Linked DNA regions of Mus musculus: region 2 is linked to region 1. A link is a contact called in public Hi-C data. All regions are on one chromosome and are shown on one strand. The core of a region is the stretch at or near the end of the contact, and the rest is flanking DNA. Distances in the headings are between cores, read along the strand shown.

Evidence for each region. Hi-C and Micro-C count contacts between places; a contact is called where the count stands out from the background.
Region 2: a Hi-C map of liver shows a contact between it and region 1, with 6 times the contacts expected there. A contact is called at or near these places in 1 of 39 promoter capture datasets (liver) and 4 of 484 Hi-C or Micro-C datasets (all in liver).

What each region holds. Positions count from the first base shown.
Region 1 is chr19:21,103,182-21,106,677 of GRCm38.p6, reverse strand. It overlaps 4930554I06Rik (RIKEN cDNA 4930554I06 gene), which reads right to left and starts at 1,968. Exons shown (of 2, transcript NR_126458.1): 1 at 1,926-1,968; 2 at 1,140-1,685.
Region 2 is chr19:21,328,529-21,331,862 of GRCm38.p6, reverse strand. No RefSeq gene overlaps it. Among named protein-coding and RNA genes, the nearest start is that of Zfand5, 58 kb to the right of the region's middle.

The DNA.
Region 1 (3,496 bases), core at 719-3,218:
TGTTGCATGGGACTTTGTTAGCCAATTCAACATCTGTTTGCATCTTTAAAAAAAAATGACTCATATCTATTCCTTATAAGTAGGGCAGGAGGGCAGCTGGAATTTCCCAGCTCACTCTGTGTCACTGCTTCCTGCTGCTCTTTGTCCTCCCAGGCATATTTTATTGGCAAAAAGAAAAAAAAAAAAAGAAAAAAAAAAAAGAAACAAACACTGTACTACCTCGGGGCAGCTGCCTGCGCTGACTCACGCCTCTTCTGTTTGTGTTGGGAAAGCTGCGGGCAAAGCAAGGACCTTCCTTTAATTACAGTGTGAATAACCAAATGCATTCTGAAACTTTGTTACTCAATAGCTCACCCAGAAGGAACACTGATGGTATCCAGCCAATCAAAGGCCATCTGCCGACTACAATCGGAGCTTGTCACTGATGGCAAGACCCAGTGGGTGGATCATCACCAAAAGAAGGAAAAACATAGTATGAGTTGTGTTTCTATCTTAAAACAAAACAAAAGAAAACAACCCCAAACTGATCAAACAAAACCCCCATTCCTCCTCACATGTCCTCAACCAAAGCTGAGCATCTATTGGCTTGATTTATTCCTGAAACTTGAAAACCTATGTACTCAATTTGGAAGGAGGAAGGCAAAGGGGGTGTGTGGGAGTGGGGACAGACAGAGACAGACAGACAGAAAAAGAGAGACAGAGAAGGGAGGGGAGAGAGAGTGGGGGAGCAGGATCTACAAAATGGTAACATTGAACACCGGAAGAAGAAGAAGAGAGGACCTTGTGAAGATCTAGTCAATTCTCCTGACTGGGGTTCTCATTTTAGGACTCAATTTAACACACTGCCCTGCTCAACCTTTATTGTTTCATTTCCTATGCAACTTGTCTTAGACAGTGGCTTTGTTCTGATGTCTTTAATACATTCCAGTGATTCTCTATGTCAAACAGAGAAGGGGTGGGGCAAAAAAAAAACAAAAAAACAAAAAAACCCCAAAACAAAAAACAAAAAAAAAACCCTCAATGGATACAATTAAACTACCTCTACATGTTCAGATTTTTAAGATCCTACTTAATTGAGCAAGCTCTGTTTTGCAAAACTTAATCTACAAGAGAAGAAATAAAAATTTAAGTCAGTAAGATTAACTTCTCAGTTCATTCGTTTACTTTTAAATGTTGTATTCTGACCCAAAGCATTTCCCCATCCCTCCTGGGTGCTTTAGAAGAAAGTAAATCAGGCGTCTAAACCCAGAAACAAACTCCCGTGGAAAACCAAACCAAATCACGATAAAAACAAGACCAAAGAGAATAACAATAACAAAACTTTCAAATAGCCAGCATGCTTCTAGTTAAGCCAGCAAGGCCTCCGGGTGGGCAGACACAGGTACCCATGGACATTGCGGGTGAAGAGGTCTTCTCTTCTCTTCCTGGTTGTGTCCTGCCCACAGTGTAACCCTAAGCAAACACCCAGCACAGGCCATGGAGAGAAGCTGAGTCAGGCCTTGGCGATGGGCCTAATATCACATTTGAAGTGGGTTTTCTTAAGCACTGGATGAGCAGATTTACCCCTGGGGGTCTTCCCTTGACCCCTAGCTGGTCTTCCTCTTGAGAGCGAGGCTAGACTGTGGCTCCAAAGTCTCCCAACTTAAGAGTCCAGCCCAAGGTGCTCCGTTGCTTGTCCTTGGGTTCTACTGATTTAAAAAACAAAGATCTTCTCAAACCTTGCTTAAAATGGAACCTTCTGGATTCTATCTCCAGACACTACCCCTGTAGCAGCCCTGTGGTGGGGCCCAGGCATCCACCCCGAAACCACAGGTTGATATTCTGGCATTTCCTGGTTTGGCTCTGATCCTTTGGGGTTGTTTACCAGCCCAGCGTGCGCGAGAGCTGCAGCCTTTCCTCAGCCCTCCCCCATGCCAGTGACTCACTCCTGGGGTGGTTACTAGTGCCACTCTGGGCATTGAGGAGACTGCCTGCTCCCTTGATGCCTGCTGGCTTTACTGTTTGTTCCCTCCTTGACTTGTCATAGGAGAGTATGTTATTGTTCCTCTTGCTCCTGCTATCAGACTACAAGGACCAGTGTGGTTTGCATCACAGAAGGGGCGTGCCCTTGGTATTTTCCTGTTCTATCTACTGTACTCAGGTTCTATTATCACGTGATGGGGCGGGGTGGTACTGTGGCCTCCAATAGAACCTTGTGACCTCAAATACCCGCAGATGGTCCCCTCACTTGTTTTCTGAGTCATGAAGGAACCATCCGTTGATACAATCCGACAGTACTCCCGTTTTCTTCCACTTCTTGCTCTATCGGAATTCTGGGCAGCTCTTTCAAAGACTAAAAGTTTGTAGCTGCCTCAGATTATATATTGGAATCCTAGTCCCACAGAGGTGGTGTTAACAGATAAAGTCTATGGAAGGAAGCTAGGATAGGAGTGTGGAGTCCACATTCATGGAATTAATGTCCTTATAATCAAGGCCCTGGAGAACTAGTGACCTCTTGCACCATGAGAGGACACAGAGGAGGAGCCATCTATGACAAAGCAGGCTTCTTTAGAAATCAGTCTGCTAAGTGAACATCCTATCTTCCAGAACTGTGAGAAACAAGAATTGTTCCCCCCCCCCCAAAGCTATCTAGTGTATGGTCTTTTATAAGACATATAACTTATCCTTCTGATGGTTCTACATATGAGGACCTCAACCACTGACATCCATCTACCCACATTCCTGGGTATCTGAGGTAGCTGGGGGTTGTTGCAGTTTGAATGTGAAATGCCTATTGCCAGCAGTTGGTAACACTGTTTTGTAAGAAGGTTATGGAGTCCTTAAGAGAGGGAGCTTCACCAAAGGAATTACATCACTAGGTGTGGGACTTGACCTTGTAAGGGAATAGTCTAGGCTCAGGAAGCCCCAAGACCACGTTCTCTGCACAGTGGAGATTTATTTGCCCCAGAGGGACAAAGGCAGAGAATAAGAGACAAAGACAGGAGATAAAGGTCAAGGAAACAGGAGAAGGGAACAAGGGAGAGGAGGCAGGGGTATGTCCTGGATTGGGTCAGAGGACTACCTCTGGCTAGAGAGGAGACAGACACACAAGCAAAGGGCAGTTTATAAATGTAAAGGGGGAAACGCTGTGTTAGAATGAGGTGTTTAATTTTAACTGTACAGGCTAAGGGGCTTTTGATTGCTGGACTTCAATACTTTGATAGAGCTTGGTGGTCAGCCTCAAGAGGAAGAAGTAGCCAAATAAGAGAATAGACCTTGGAAGCCAGCTTTTAGGGATGTAATCTAATGGCCTTTAGTAAGGCAGAGAGAATGGGGGAAAGGACAAGACCAGGCAGAGTCACGTGTACCATGCTCAGGCTGGCTACAGTCCCTTCAGACATGGTGGAGTTTGGGAGTTTTAAAGGCTTGTTTGTTTGTTTGGGTTTTGTTTTTTAGTAGCAGTTTTTAGTCTGCCTTCTAATCCCTACATACTTTTAAGCTAGAAAATATGATCAAC
Region 2 (3,334 bases), core at 138-2,637, 230 kb before region 1:
ACGAAACATATCATTTTTAGGGAGTGGAAAGAGGAGAAGCACACTCCCAGAAGAACTCGGAGAGATGACAGCAACGTAAAGCAAGAAGCTCTAGATTTATAATTAGCTCTTCTACTTAGGAGCCCTGTGGACCTGTGCCATTTACCTAACCACTCTGAGCCTCTGTTAACATTTGAAGTGTGGTAATGACAGTCATGGTACCCACTGGGAAGGTCATGGAAAAGATCCCACTGGGAAAATGGCACAGGACATCTTGTACCTGTAATAAATCTTTACAGAAATCTCTACCGTCCTTTCCATGGGCCTAAAGGTGATAATAAAGGGGAGAGAGGGGCTTAAATATTTGCAAACTTATTTACTCTACAGTACTCTATGAACATCCTGTGTTCCCCAGCCTTCCTGCTAAGAATTAGAGTGTTCATCCAAATGCTTAAATGATGACAAATATTTAATTGTCATGCTTGGAGTTAGCATGTGGCATGTAAATAAATGTGCAAATAAATGGTAGTGAGCCTGTATGTGTGTTTCTGGCACTTAAGCTCTTTGTCCTGCTCTAACAGCATATTTACAAAACACCTATTTATTTCATAAGACTCTGGAGGCTGGGAAGCTCAAGGTCAAGTGGCCATCACGTTCTGTCTCTGGTGAGGACCTGTGTGTGGATTTTCTTTGGACCCCCTTGCTATATAGTCATACCATGGATAGGGACAAGAAAACTCTCTGAGGATTCGGAGGCCTTATTTTTTTTTTTAAAGATTTATTATTCATTTAGTGTGTGTGTGTGTGTGTGTGTGTGTGTGTGTGTGTGTTTGTGTGTGTTAGGCGAATAGTTGCCCAAGCAGGCAGTGAAAAAGTATAAGATCCTCTTGAGCAAGAGCTTCAGGTGGCTGTGAGCTGCTTGGCATGGGTCCTCGGAACTGAACCTAGGTCCTTTGGAGGAGGAGCAATTCTTCTGAATTGCTGGGCCATCGCTCTAGCCCCTGCTAGGACTCTTCTGTAAGGACTCGGATCCCACTCAGGAGAGCTCCACTTTTGTGTGCTCATCACCTCCCAAAGGCTGGCCACTTATTAGAGTAGTGTATTCTGAGGTGACACACACACTCAGACCATAGCAGCACAGGTTGGCGGTGTTCCAAAGGATAAGGAATTACTTATTAGCAGTCCACAGTCATTGAAAGTTCACTTGGAGTTTGAAATATGGTACAGCTTGCTCTGTATTCTCAGTATTGGGCCAGGAAACAACTACCATTTTTAACCTGAGAGAAAACTGGAATTAGGAGGGGTAACACATTCTATTTGCTGTTGCCCAAAAAGTGATTGGCAGATTGGGCTCTTCAGGGTCCAATAGTCTGCTTGCAAGGGTACTGAGCCAGGATTTTGTGTGGTAAAGGTTAGAGGTGGACAGGAGCTGTAAAGGTCGCAGCAGTAAAGGTCTTCCTTAGGCCACCTCCCACACCATGTTTATAATGTCATGGGTCCTCTCTAAATAAGACCCTCAGGATGAGACTAATTACTTGGGTGTAGAGAGTATAAGCCTCCTCTTAAGTTTTTCAGGACAAGCCCCGAAGAGAGAGAGAGAATGAGAGAGAGAGAAAGAGAGAGAGAATGAATTGGGGAGGGGACATGGGGGTAGGTTCACACAAATTCTTTCACTTGTGGACAAACACTCGGTTAATTCAGAGCAGGGGACAGTTTTTCAGGGAACCTAGAAAGCGATGCCTTAAAAAGCTGTCTGCCTTGTTTTGTTTTGTTCTGTTTTGTTCCCTCTCTCCTCTCACCTGTTTGCCCTGGGAGATGAAATAGTTTTGGTCCGCAAGCTGTCGCCAGGGAATGGAGCAAGACTTTGTGTAATAAACAAGAACACCTGCCAGGGCCCCCAGCGAGTCGCCAGACTGCCAAGGAAACCTGGCCTGGTGACAAGGTCCATTCAACATGACAGGGGTCATTGAAGAGTCTGGCTACTTGCTGGGGCCTTGGCAGAACACCTATCCCAGTTCCATGAGGGACAAATGTGGCCTCCCTGTGCTGAGCCCTGCAGATCCTCTGAATATCACCAGCCTGAGTGGTTCAGAACCTAAGAGAATAAGAAGAAAGAGAAAGAGAGAGAGAGAGAGAGAGACAGAGACAGAGAGACAGAGACAGAGAGACAGAGACAGAGATTGAGAGTTTTCATATGTGCCAAGCACTTGTGACAGCTCTATAGGAAAAAAATATATATGTATCTAGGGCCTTCATCACATTCCCAAGGATCCAGAACTCTGACAAGAGAACCACATGCAACATGTCCTGGCCTTCTAGAGAAGAACAGCTGGCTCCCAGCTTTTACATCTGGAGCAGTAAGGCTAAGGGTGTCGACCTGCCATCCTCTTATGAAACCAAGGCATTTATGAGACCACAATATGGGATTGTAAAGTTTAGCTCTAACCTCCACCCTTTTCTAATCTACGCCTAATCCTTCTTAAACCTTGCCTGGCCCTGGCCACTAGGAACCACTGCCAGTCAACACCAAGGGAGCCGCTGCTTATTCATCTGAGGTCTAAACCCACTGCTCCGGAGCCACAGAAATCAAAGGGTGCTGGAACGGCCACCTGCTGATGAACGGTAAACAACAGGGTTGTCAGGACCCACTGGGCCCAGGGTTGGACCACAATCCCTCTGTAATGCCAGCTCACAGAAGGTCAGGGCTCCTCCTTGGGAGATGGCTGGAGACATGCGCAGATGCTTCATGCAAGTAGCTGGGAATGTAGACACAGCTGCTCCTTTTGGGTCCCTTTTCCTGGCTGTCCTTTCAAACCACAATAGGGCCCTGGTGACAGTGCTCCATGCCAGACAGCCCCTCAGCCAGTTTAGATTGTTTGAACAGCACTTTCCAGATTATTCGGCGAGAAGCCTCCGATGTGCGTGGATGAGGCCGAGCAGAACACATGGTCTGACCCCTATTTTTACCAGAGCTGTTGTTTTCGATATGTTTTGTATCCGAGGGATTTATTAGAGACATTGTTTTGGGAGCAAGAGGGAAGAGGAGCAGGATTCTATTCTAAAAACTGCCTTTATATTTAGTGTATTCTGGCCTGAACGAGTTAAAATGGGAGACATCTTGTAGATTATAAAACATAGTGAGTTGAGTTTTCTTTCTAGTTTTCTCTGCTGCCCTTTTGAACGAATGTTTGGGATAACCCTTGATATGAGTACTTGACAGCCCTGTCCTCACAGTGATCTTAATCATTAGAATAGCGGGATGAATCCAGTGTCCCCTGTGACATTGCTGTGGCTCACTTCACTGCCTGCTGGAGCTCATGGAGACCCTGTGGGTAGACAGTTCCTCCTTGACTCC